Regions from separate parts of the Mus musculus genome. Here regions 2 and 3 are each linked to region 1. A link is a contact called in public HiChIP or PLAC-seq data. All regions are on one chromosome and are shown on one strand. Each heading gives the region's core, a stretch centred on a gene start, on an enhancer-like site or on the middle of the called end of the contact. The rest is flanking DNA. Distances are from core to core; before and after follow the strand shown. Region 1 has its middle 5.0 kb from the start of Gm35704. Region 2 has its middle 65 kb from the start of Slc7a1. Region 3 overlaps Ubl3 (ubiquitin-like 3).

Region 1 (4,113 bases), core at 466-2,965:
CACAGTGGCACAAGAAAATGTCTTCCTCCCCCTTAGTCCCACAACCTACAGGAGGGGTGAGGCCCTGCAGTGCAGCTCTGTGAATGATTAGCTAACACCCACCTAAACAGTGCCCGGCCAGCAGGTCTTTATCTTAACTCTAAGATTCAGGCTGACTGGGCACAAGGAACAGGAAGAGGCAGGTGTTATCTAGAGCAGTGTTTCTCAACCTGTGGTCTCAACCCCTTGGGGTCCCATATCAGATATCCTGCATATAAGATAGTGACATTACAATTCATAGCAGCAGCAAGGTTACAGTTACAAAGTAGCAACAAAATAATTTTATGACTGCGGGTCACCCCAACATGATGAACTGTATTAAAGGACTGCAGAGTTGGGAAGACTGAGAACCACTCCTCCAGAGAGTTGCCAGTTACCATGGCAAAGGAAAAGGATATGGATAGGCAAGGCACTGGTGGTTAACGTGCACACACAGAGGGAACAGTCACCTTCCTTCCTCACAGGCCGCCTGGCTATGACCAACTAAACAATAAGATTGTGAACCACTGCAGGCCTGGGATCATGGGAGCACACACTCTAACACATCTCTCATGTTTGGTTGTACCAACAATCCAGCTTTAGACTGTCAGGGATTCCCCAGGGCCAGGGACCTCCCCAATGCTAGGGGCTCCTCAATGCCAGGAAGTTAGGGACCCTCAATGGTAGCCCTCATACCAAAGTGCCACCTTTCTAGGGATTACCTACTGTCTTAGGTGCACAAAACATCAGGACCAAGAAGTAAGTTGGGGAGGAAAGGGTTTATTCAGCTTACACTTCCACACTGCTGTTCATCCCCAAAGGAACTCAAGCAGGTCAGGAAGCAGGAGCTGATGCAGAGGCCATGGAGGGATGGCACTTACTGGCTTACTTCCCCTGGCTTTCTCAGCTTGCTCACTTATAGAACCAAGACTACCAGCCCAGGGATGGCACCACCCACCATGGGTCCTCCCACCTTGATCACTAGTTGAGAAAATGCCTTACAGCTGGATCTCATGGAGGCATTTCCTCACCTGAGGCTCCTTTCTCTGTGGTAACTCCAGCTGTGTCAAGTTGACACACAAAACCAGCCAGTACACCTACCAACAAGGACTACTCGTAAAGATTCCCCTAATATAAAGAGCTCCATGTACCAAGACTCTCTTAACATAAAAGCCCCAGTTGGAGATCCTTCCAGTGCAAAGGCCATTCTCCAAACCCCCTGTTTTTGGGCTTCTGGGGGCTACTGGTGCTGGACACTGAGACAAGCACTCTGGCTGCTTGCATATCTTTTCCATGGGGGTCCCCTCCCTCTACAGAGCTCCCTACATTTCTAAAACCGGTAGCAAAGAATAGCCTGAATCCTAAAGACCTCCCAGAGCCCACGGTTGACACAGGCCTCTAGGACAGAACACAAAAGCTGCCCAGGGACTCCGACTGGTGAGAGCCCTTGGCTTCCTGGGGGGACCCCTCTGACCCACAGCTCCCACCGGTGGAGGCTGGCATTTAGTCCTGTTGGGCTAGTATAGACTACTTGGCCCAGGACTGACCCGGAGGGTCCCTGGAACCAAAAGGCAGCTGTTGTTTAAAAATCAACACGGAGAGGAAATGAAAAACACCCGCCCAGGCCTCCCAGGGCCAAGAGACTGATGGCTGCTGGATGAGGCGGTTTCTGGAAGAGGCATGACTAATGGCCCTACTGAAAGTGCCCTGGCCAAGTGCCAGCAGCTCCCGTCAACGCCTTGTCTCTGCAGCAGTCAGGTGTGGCTGGGAGACAAAGGGGCCGTCTGTGTGCTGGCGGGTCTTGGACCCAGTGGCTTTTTGAGTCAGGCAATGGTGTCACAGGAGCCCCTGGAGGGGCTGGGGGCGGGGTTTGGATAGAAAGAGGGCCTGGAGGGGTACTGCCTGCCAAGGTTCGCTCACACCTCGCCACCAGGAGAGGCAAAGCCATCTGCCATCTAGCCACCCAGTGGAACAAAAGAGCAAGCACCCTGTCCCCTCCCGCCCCACCACACCTTTCAAGTCTCCAGTGCCTGGGACCTTCCCTGAAGCATCCTTTCAGGGAAGTCCTGCTAGCTGGGCCCTGCCACGTCTGGTGCCTGTGTCTTGTTTGGTATACGCCCTCCGACAACTGCTATAACCAACTACGAATTACAATCCACGGATAAAGAAACTGAGGTTCAGCTAAGGCTGTGAATCTGCCCCAAACCATCCCTGCTCCCATCACTAGAACTATTCCCAACAGAACCAAACTAAATACAAAGTCCCTCCACTAATGGGCGTTCCCAGCCGTAGAGGCTCGCACCAGCTGGCCCATGATAGCTGTGAATGCCGCTCAACCTTATTTACAAATGTCAAGGACCATGTTGCAATGTCAAAAGGATGGGTACCCCTGCTAGACTAGTCCAGGATCCCGGTGAGCCAGCTCTCCCCACAAAACTTAAAAGAAAACCCAATAATGAGAAAGAACGTTTTTATGCAAGTCAAAAGTAATGCAAAAAAACCCACAATCAGAGAAGACTAGAAAAAGAAAGGGCCCAGCCTTGTATTTACACAATCGGAGAGTACGCCCTCCCTCACCTCATTTCCAGTGGGGAAGGTACCATAGCTCTAGATTCATCTCCACTGCCATTCACCATCACCAAAACATTGTCACTGCCACGGGGGATGGGGAGAGACAGTCCCTGTGTCCCTCCCCAGACACTTGAGTTATAGCAAGATCTGTCCCCATGTACCTTGTCCACCCCACCAAGGTCCCCTCTGGGTGACACCTCTCTTTCTCTGTGCTACTGTCTGCCGGGACCTCTGTACATGAAGAAACATAGTTGACCTTCAACAGATTCAAGTAACTATTTTTACAGACTCTCGGCCCTGGCGTGCACAAGAACCTGACCAGGTATCAGTCTAGAGTCCCTTTGTTAATTACTTTCCACTACTGTGACAAAATACCCAAGGGAAACAAGTTGAAAAGGAAGAAAGGTTTGTTTGGGCACACACTACTGGATGTCTCAGCCCATAGTTGTGTGAAGAGGGTTGAGCAAGGGTAATTGGGATCACAGGGCTTGGGGGGTCAGGCGGACAAACACTCTTCCGAAGCCCCACCAATGGCTTGCTCTCCCCAGTGTCTCCCTCCTCCTAGCAGCTCATTTAGCCATGAACATGTCCAATGGACACGTTAGCTTCAATTACCTCTTTAAAAAAAAATTTTTTTTTTTTTTGGAGAGCGTCTCTCTAGGTAGCCTCAGCTATTCTAGAACTCATTATGTATACCAGGCTGGCCTTGAACTCATAGAGATTCTCCTACCTCTGTTTCCTGATGGCTGGGCTTAGTGGTGTGTGCCACTGTACTTGGTCCAATCTCTTTTTAATAATGCCACCACCTGGGTTCTAGTAGTTAACATAGAGCCTTTTGGGGTACACTGATACCCACTGGTTAAATAAGCAGAGTCCCTAGTGGACAGGCCCAAGTGCCTATGTTCCTAAAGGCTGTGATCATAAGGTCCACTCAGGAATGCCCTCTATGAAGGACAGTTTTGTGTCAACTGGACACACTAAAGTCATCTGAGAGGAGGAGACTCAACTGAGAAATGCCTCCATAAGATTAGGCTCTGGGCAAGCCTGTGGGGCATTTTCCTGATTGATGGGGGAGGGCCTAGCCCCTGGTAGGTGGTGCCATCCCTGGTGGTCCTGGGTTCTATAAAAAAGCAGGGTGAGCAAGCCAGGGGAGTGAGCCACTAAGCAGCATCCCTCCATGGCTTCTGCATCAGCTCCTGCCTCCAGGGCCCTGCCCTGTTTGGGTTCCTCCTTGACTTCTTCCAATGATGAGCAGCAATGTGGAAGTGTAAGCCAAATAAACCTTTTCCTCCCCAACTTGGCCATGGTGTTTCATCACAGCAATGGTATCCCTGACCTTTCCTCCTTATCCATCTCTCTCTCTCTCTCTCTCTCTCTCTCTCTCTCTCTCTCTCTCTCTCTCTCTCTCTCTCTGACTTCTTAGTCCCATCTCAGTCCACATTGCTTTTTTTTTTTTAATCTACCTGAAAACCCTGTACCTGGTACAGGGTTTCAGATGAGGTGCTGGCCCACGATGTTTGTAAA
Region 2 (4,113 bases), core at 884-3,383, 890 kb after region 1:
TGCTGAGCGGTGTCCTAAAGCTGGCGCATGTGTGTCCTAGAAGCCGAGGAAGCTCAGGTTGCTGCTTTTATGCCAACCGAGCTCAGAGTGGAACAGTGTGTATTGCTGGACTTTCGTGGGCCAGTCAACATTTGAATAAAGACACAGAGACATTATGGGTTAAAAAAGCTTAAGCACTATAGCAAGGTTACCTCCCAGCTAGCTCTAACAAACCATGTTTATTTTAGTCCATGTCTGCTACGTTACCTCTCTCACAGGAGGCATGTCCCATCTCCTCCGTGTGACACTGGTAAATCCTCCTGCCTCAGCTTCTTCTCCCAGAGAGCCTCTCTTAGACCAGAAGTCCCGTCTTCCCTATCCTGCCCAGCTATTGGCCGTCAACTCTTTGTTGAAGCCAATCAGAGAATTCCTTGGGCAGATGACAGAGACACACCTTCACACAATGTTCCCCCAACAAGAGTCATTGCCCTAGCTCTTAGCTCCTCCTACCTTCCTTCTCATTGACTAGAATTCACACATCCTTGGTCTGTGATTCTTCAGACTGCTTCTTGATTGGCATCCATCATTCTGCGCTTGCTGTGCCCAGCTAGTTCTGTCTCCTCACTCTGAGATGTCACAAGTACTCCCGGAATAAATTCTAAATCTGTTACCCGGGATAGCACGGCTTTAGTGAACAGAGAGATGCTGGTGGTACTGATATTATACACACATGCCTGCAGGAACACACAGTTTAGTGGCTCCAAGATCAGCTTGTTGGATAATGTTGGAGTCTCTATTCTCTAGGCTTAATGTCTTCCCAGATCCTCCTGGCAGATCATCCTGAAACTTCCAAAATCTGTTCCAGCACAGCTTGGAACCCTTGCCAGTTTCTGCCTTTGTATCCATCTTGGTGGCTCCGGAGCCTGCTTGGCTTGTGCCTCTGTCTGCATGTCTATGTCCCACTGAAGACCTCTGGGGACAGAAAATGGTACAATTGCACCTTTCTCCACGATCCTGGCTTTGCTGATACCCCTACCAAACCCTTTCCATGGAGACTCTATCACCAAGGCCTTAGTGAATAAGCCCCTGCTCTCTGTGGCTCCAACATCACCAACACACTGGACCAGCCAAGTGTCATTGACCTCTGACTCTCTCCACTTCCTTTTTTTTTTTTTTTTTTTTTTTTTTTTCGAGACAGGGTTTCTCTTTATAGCCCTGGCTGTCCTGGAACTCACTTTGTAGACCAGGCTGGCCTCGAACTCAGAAATCCGCCTGCCTCTGCCTCCCGAGTGCTGCGATTAAAGGCGTGCGCCACCACGCCTGGCTATCCACTTCCTTTTTAGGTAAACAACATTTCATGGTTCCCTCCAAGATACACAGTTCTGGGCCCAGTGCCTAAGTGGTTTTGTGTGGTGGACGGATGAGGTCCTGAGTGAGAGAATATTGACTGGAGCCCAGCCATGTCAAGGACTCCAGTGCCTCAGACCCCTGGGGGTGACTAGGTCTTCTCCTGGTCCAGTACAGATGTGGACAGCATGCACCATACACATCAACCGCAGCTTCTTTCTCCAGAATGACTGCAGCCTGAGGCTGCTCCCTACAGAGACCTCCTACAGAGATTAGCTAACCTGCTCCTCAGGATATATAAGGAACATACTGGGTTTCCTGGCCATTGGTACAGCTCTGTTAGTGCCCAGCACCCACCCGATCTCAGTGTGGCTTCGTTCCCTGTCACCCCTATAAGGGCGATCCGAAAGCCTTGCATGTTGTAGCAGTCCTGGGCAGGTTCTTCACTCTCCAGTGGTCTGTACTCTCTCCTTAGAGAACTAGGGAAGACAACACTGGTTTATATGAGAAACATGTTGTATACCCTCAGCATGTGCCAATCACTGCCACCCACCTCTTCCCAGGCCAAAGGAGCGGTTGTCATAGAGGTGTGTGCTGGGTGGCTCCCATGGCGCTGACAATCTGGCCAGCACATGCACCACACAGCAGTGTTTACTTTCCAGTGTCAGCCTGGGAGTTCGCGTGTGTAAGATTTATTTGTGTTCCTTTATACTGTAGCTCTGACATTTGGGTCTTGGGGTATTATTAGCAAAGAACACGATTTCCTCATTCCATCTGAATCATGAAGGAAGCATTTCTCTGGGTCTGTCCCTACTAGGCTCTGCTGATCCCGTAGATTTGACTAGTCACGGAAATAAAACTATCTACCCAACATCAGCCCAGGACGAGAAATCTTTTTCAGAGAGCATTTTTTTTTTCTCAGTGGAAAATTTCAGAGGAATCCGTCTGTGCTGCAGGGTGCTCACACCATCTCCCCCCACTGAGGTCACACCTCCCCATGCCCAGGCACGGTCCCCCTGTGGTTTAGGCCCCACTCTGTGCAATTACAATGCTTATCTTTATGGTCCGAGCATGTGTTGTATTCATGCTCTGGGCCCATGATTCCCAACTCTCCTGCAAGCCCATTCAGGACCAAACTTTCATCCTTTTTGCATCCCTAGAATTTAGTATCTGGAACTATTTGTGACTGAGTTTCTATGTGGAGACAGGCACAGCGTATTTACTCAGCGTATGACCCAGCTGCTGGCTTGTCATGTGACTTCTAGGAAACCATGCAAGCTTATTCTGCCAACTCTAGGATGAGGTGAGTAAGCTTCGCCTCCCAAAGAAAGCCATTGCACGGTAGATGTAGATGTGAGCCCTCTGAGATGTACAAACTCACTGATGAATTCTTTCCAAACTGAGCAGTCTGCATGCATTCACACTATAGGAATAGCCTGAATGCAAAACAAGCCAGAAATAGCCCGAATGGGAAGCTGGTTAAATAAGCTGTGCTGTATCTATACAGCAAAGAGGGGGAACGAACTATGGATATCCATACAACATGGGTGGAAATCCAACTGCTGAGTAAAAAACTGTTCTTGAAAGATAGCACTGAGACAATGTGGATGCAGGAAAGGTAACACTAGCGAGGAGTTTCTGGGGATTCCTGAAAAGGTGGGATGCTAAAAGACAGTGGGAGGGATCCTGGATGCCGGGATACTAACTGTACAATGAATGATAATATCTGGTTGTGGATGGCAATATATGGGTTATCGATAGCAATATCCCAGGCATTGTGACATTGATCCCTCGGTATTATTTCTTGCAGATGGAGAAATTGTTTTTTTAAGCTTTTTTTAAAAATAGGTTTATTTATTATTATGTCTAAGTACACTGTATCTGTCTTCAGATGTACCAGAAGAGGGCATCAGATCTCATTACGGATGGTTGTGAGCCACCATGTGGTTGCTGGGATTTGAACTCAGGTCCTTTGGAAGAACAGTCAGTGCTCTTAACTGCTGAGCCATCTCTCCAGCCCCAGATTGCAAATTTGTACAAGTCTCAGAACTGAAACTTTAATTCAAAGACACACAGAGGAGTTATCTGGTCAGAGCAGAAGTTATAAATCACCAATTTAAGCTTACTGATTCCCCGATCATACCAGCTCATCGATCTGCTTTAGTTTAGTTGCTTTTATATGTCACAGTTCTCATCTATGACTGAATTGGACACTGGGAATCTCAAGACCACAAAATGGGAGGTCAAAGAACTGAGGTTTGGATTCCTGAAGCACAATCTACTCCAGTGTGACAGTCAGGATTTGGATGGAGACTCCTCTGGACATGATACACTACTAAGTATCAAGAGCATACAAGTCCAGGGTTCCTTTGGGGGCAAGGGAAATGTTCTGGAATTAGATATTGGTTATTGTTGAAAAGGATCTGTGGCTATTCAGCCATCCCTCCACATCCACAGATTCAACCAACCACTGCGCAAACATTTGTATCGATCATTTGCAGACGTTTCTCTTGTTATTAGTCCATGAACAAAAGACTGTATGCTTAGTAGTCCCACTTCATTAGGCAGTGTGTGTAATCTGCAGATGATTTAAGATCTAGGAGGGTATGTGTGCATCAGCTCTACGCAAAGAGCTGGCTGTTTTCTAATAAGGAGCCTCACTTTCTTGGACTTGGGTACCATAAAAGTTCTAGAACCAATCTCCTGAAAATAGCAAGGTACAATTGTACTATTAAAAAAACTTATTGGAAGGATGAATCTCATAGTGGGTAACTTCCATCTCCGTTT
Region 3 (4,113 bases), core at 715-3,214, 830 kb after region 1:
CTCTTTCTACAGTGCATCATGTTCCCTCACATAAGGGTTTTCTCTAATGTCTTTCTGTGATTTCTCTAAATCTAGAATGTGAAATCTGGAGGACACCAGTTAAATTCAGAGCAGTACCCTGTAGGAGGTTAAAAAGACGAGGCTTTATTCTGACAGGTTCCTGGCAGCTGATAATCACACCTTGTCTGTATCGGGGAAGATGTTCAGGTTCATGGCAGGTGCTGAGGAGCCCGGCTCTCTTAGGGAGGGAGTCGTCGGCGTCACAGCTGTACAACACCAGCTGGTTTTGAGCAGGCAGGAATCCATCCTTATCCTTATCCTGGATCCTGGGGACACTGTAGTAATCTAAGTATTCCATAGGAAAAGCCCTAGATTATGATGATAGGAGTATATTCTTCCCAGAAAAATGTCTTTACCCCATGGAAAGTTATCAGACACTTAACACCAGTTTTTTAAGTTGTTTTCTTTACAGGAAGTTTCCACCTTTGTTCCAAGTACAAGATGGAGTCTTGTCTGTCACTGTCACTTGCAGTTACAACACATACTCTTAAACCTATGCATATCTCCCTCCCCCATTAATTGTTTTTAGTTTTACATTTCAAGAAATCTAACCTGTCTTGTCATTTTACCCTGAATCATTAGATAAGAAATCCCAAACAAGTAAAAGTCGTCTCTGCTCTGTTACCGCAGTCGGGAGAGTGGACAGCACAGAGACTGGAGGTGCTAAGTCACCTAAAGCAGGATGGCTGTGCAGGTGTTTGCAGAGTGGCCACCCCCTGGCGTTCAGCCACACTTGAGAGTTATGATTTCCACATCTGTACCAACTCTTACTTGTGATTGTAGCCATTCTGGTGGTATCTCCCATTGATAACTAATTAAGAAAATGTCCTATAACTACAGCCTGATCTTAAAGAGACATTTTCTCAATTGAGACTCCCCCCTCTCTGACTCAAGTTTGTGTCAAGTTGATATAAAACTAGCTGGTACAACTATTGATCTTTTCAATGTTTTTTTCAGTGCTTACTAGAATTTAAGATCTGCCATGCTCATAAATTTAGTTTATTACAATGGAAAAAAATCATCAGGTAATTACCTTTCAGATCATTAAAATATCTGAAAGGTAATAGAATCTCAGTTTATAATTGTAGTTTAAAGAACAATTACAGCTGTCCTTCACTTTGTAGTGGGGAAGTTTCCGGACCCCTGTGGGACACTGGAAAAGCTAAGGAATCCTCTGAAATGGAGTGGTACCTGTGTGTAACCTAGCACCTTCTCCATGCACTGGGACCACCTGTGGATACTTAGAACAGCCAGTGCCAAGTACCCTGTTGCTTTGGGAGGAATGTCAAGGAAGATGTCTTGAGTGTTTAATACAGATGTAATTTCTTTCTGACTGTTTTGGTCTATAGTTGGTCCTGTTCATGGAGGACTGTTCATGACTAGCTAATCAACTCTATTTCTCTTGTGACCTCCCCTGGGCCAGTTCTACTGCACACCTCCATGTTGCAACATCTTTTAATTCTTCTCTTCTTTGATCTTTGTTTGAGTATCCTAAGAGCTAGGTAATAACCAATTTCCTTTGAAATAAAAATGTTAAAGCTATTCCTTTTTATAAGCAAACACCTTTCCTACTTGGTATCATTTACAAAATGTACTGATCATTTCAGTATCAGTACTGATACGTCATGCTTTCTGGAGACCTTGGAGCAGTGTGAGATAAATTATTCATGTAGAGATGAGATTTGAAGATAGCAGTGTGATCCATGTGTGTTATTGCACCCTCAGAAAGATCCTATTACTCTGAAGACAAGGCAGAAGGAGGTGGGCGGCATCCTTAGTTTGAGGCTCACTCTGACCTCAGAATGTATGCATAGTTTGTACTTCCTGGGTCAGGGTGGGGTTTGGGGACATACTTCAACTGGGCTGCTGTTTGTTCCTGCTTAGTCAGAGGGCAAACCACTGCCCCACAGTTCTCTTACAGGGAGCAGTTAAGCTTGAAGTGCTGGCCTCCATGTCTGCAACTTAAGGGGTTAGTCAGCAAGAGGTTGACACATCATCCCCCCCACCACCACACCCCCTGTGGTCTCCAATCAGAGACCCTGTTCCTTTTCACTTGGAGAGCCGTCTTCATCATTCACTTTAGCCTTCATTATAGAAAATGTGACTTTTACAGAGTCTAATGGACTCTTCCTGTGTTCTCTAGACTTCCCTTCTCGGAAACCATCTGCTGCCTCCATTCAGCTTTGCCTTAGGATGAATGTTTTTGATGCTGCTGGATTTGTCTGTAGGAAGTATAACTTATGATTCAGAGATCTTTAATTGATAGTCTGAAGCAGCCACCTCTGCTCAGTGCATCAGTGTTGGCGCTGGGGAGCATGGTTAGCTCAGAAAGCTCACATAGATACAGTTTTGTGCTGTGTTTTCCCAAAGATTGTATTTAACATTACATAGTGACATTGATGCGTCCATTACTCAATTGTTTCTGTCCTTGTTTGTGTCCTTATGAGCCCTCCTGCTGAATAATTTGTTATACCAACCCTGAGTATATTTGGATTTTAAATTTTAATTAATGACAATAAATAAAATGCCATTGTATTAAATTCAGAGTTCATGAGTGTTCCAGAGACATTAATTGATAAATGAGAACCTCAATATTAAGAGCCCATGAGATCATAGCTATCTGGGCACCACTAAGTGACAGTATCACTAGTCACAGGTTGATGCAAATTGTCTGTGCAAGCTGAATAGGCCTGCAGAGTGCAGGCAGCATGGAACAATCGCTTTCTTCATAGCCAGACAGAACCACTTCTTCATAAACAGAAGTGCTTGCTAGCACTCTGGAGTAATGAGTTGACAGACATATTGTAAAGAATGATTTTTAAACCTTCTTAACTTCTCAGAGCAACTGTCTTCTATTATTATCACTATGGTCTGTGTCAGAGTGTGTGGAATAGTGAGTTTGTTATTACTTATTTATGCTTAACAGTAAAAGCAGTAGAAACATGGTTTCTTGACAGACAACTTTCTAGTTACACATGTCACTGAACTATTGCAGAAATCCTGGCTATAATCTGGCACACCCTGCTCTATTATTGATTTGTCCTTCCAGTCAGAAGCTGTGGTAGTGCACGCCTTTAATTCAGGCGCTCAGGAGGTAGAGGCAGGTGGGTCTCTTGAGTTCCAAGACAGCCAGAGCTACACAGAGAAACCCTGTCTCAAAAAACAAAAACAAAAACGCCTTTTTTTTTTTATTAGGCAGTGACTGTATGGATTATTTTCAAATGTATAGCTTCCCCTGTTTTTGATCTAATATAATAGTCATGAAATAATATAGTCAAAGGCACCTCATCTCTGAAATCAGTGGTATATGTGATAATTGTATTTGGTGCTACCAGAAATACATTTTTAAGACTGATTTTTTTCAAAACTGATGTGCTAAAAGCTAAACGTATCTTTTTCTAGACAGTATCCCTTTTCTGGTCCTCATTTCTGTGCAATTCTCCTGGCTTCCTCTTACATCTCAGCACCAAAGCTTAGAGCCGTCACTTAGCCTGCCCTATTTTCTCCTCTCTGGTTACCTGTTCTCTCTCAGATTCTGTCCACTGTTGGTCTATCAGCCCAGTCTATTCTATATATTACCACAGGTTTAAAAATTCTCCAGTGTGAATTTGTTTGAAAATTGCCTTAGTCGGGGTTACTGCTGCTGTGATAAAGTACCATGACAAAAACAAATTGAAGAGAAAGGGTTTATTTGGCATATGCTTCCATATCAGGGCAGGAACCTGGAGGCTAGAGCTGATGCAGAAGCCATGGATAGGTGTGTGTGGCTTATTGGCTTGCTCCTCCTGGCTTCCTCAGCCCGTTTTCTTATGGAACCAGAACCACCTGCCCAGGGTGGCCTCACCCATAATGGGCTGGGTCCTCCCCTGTGAATTACTAATGAATGAAATGCCTTGCAGGTCTGGAGAGATAGTTTAGCAGTTAAGAGTTAAGACTGTTCTTCCAGAGGTCCTGAGTTCAACACCCTCATGGTGGCTCACAACCATCTGTAATGGGATCTGATGCCCTCTCCTGGTGTGAGCGAAGACAAGAGCACTCACATACATAAAATAA

What was found. HiChIP or PLAC-seq counts read pairs in DNA pulled down with a chosen protein or histone mark.
Region 2: a FOXA1 HiChIP or PLAC-seq map of pancreatic cancer cells shows a contact between it and region 1. The contact joins two enhancer-like sites. A contact is called at or near these places in 7 of 39 promoter capture datasets (the 3T3-L1 cell line, the C10 cell line, HPC-7-derived erythroid cells and 3 more), 1 of 15 datasets of contacts at CTCF or cohesin (large pre-B cells) and 1 of 115 datasets of contacts at active chromatin or transcription factors (pancreatic cancer cells).
Region 3: a contact with region 1 is called in a FOXA1 HiChIP or PLAC-seq map of pancreatic cancer cells. The contact joins two enhancer-like sites. A contact is called at or near these places in 5 of 39 promoter capture datasets (the 3T3-L1 cell line, cranial neural crest, hippocampal neurons and 2 more) and 2 of 115 datasets of contacts at active chromatin or transcription factors (astrocytes and pancreatic cancer cells).

Annotation. Positions count from the first base shown.
Region 1 is chr5:149,350,958-149,355,070 of GRCm38.p6, reverse strand. No RefSeq gene overlaps it. Among named protein-coding and RNA genes, the nearest start is that of Gm35704, 5.0 kb to the right of the region's middle. RefSeq lists an enhancer at 704-2,912. Within about 2 kb of position 1,715, at least 153 of the 459 cell types and tissues checked have an H3K27ac peak or open chromatin away from gene starts, as enhancers often do. A contact at or near this core is called in pancreatic cancer cells, where this site is marked.
Region 2 is chr5:148,462,586-148,466,698 of GRCm38.p6, reverse strand. No RefSeq gene overlaps it. Among named protein-coding and RNA genes, the nearest start is that of Slc7a1, 65 kb to the right of the region's middle. Within about 2 kb of position 2,133, at least 23 of the 459 cell types and tissues checked have an H3K27ac peak or open chromatin away from gene starts, as enhancers often do. A contact at or near this core is called in pancreatic cancer cells, where this site is marked.
Region 3 is chr5:148,521,567-148,525,679 of GRCm38.p6, reverse strand. All of the region lies in intron 1 of Ubl3 (ubiquitin-like 3), which reads left to right. Among named protein-coding and RNA genes, the nearest start is that of Ubl3, 29 kb to the left of the region's middle. Within about 2 kb of position 1,964, at least 34 of the 459 cell types and tissues checked have an H3K27ac peak or open chromatin away from gene starts, as enhancers often do. A contact at or near this core is called in pancreatic cancer cells, where this site is marked.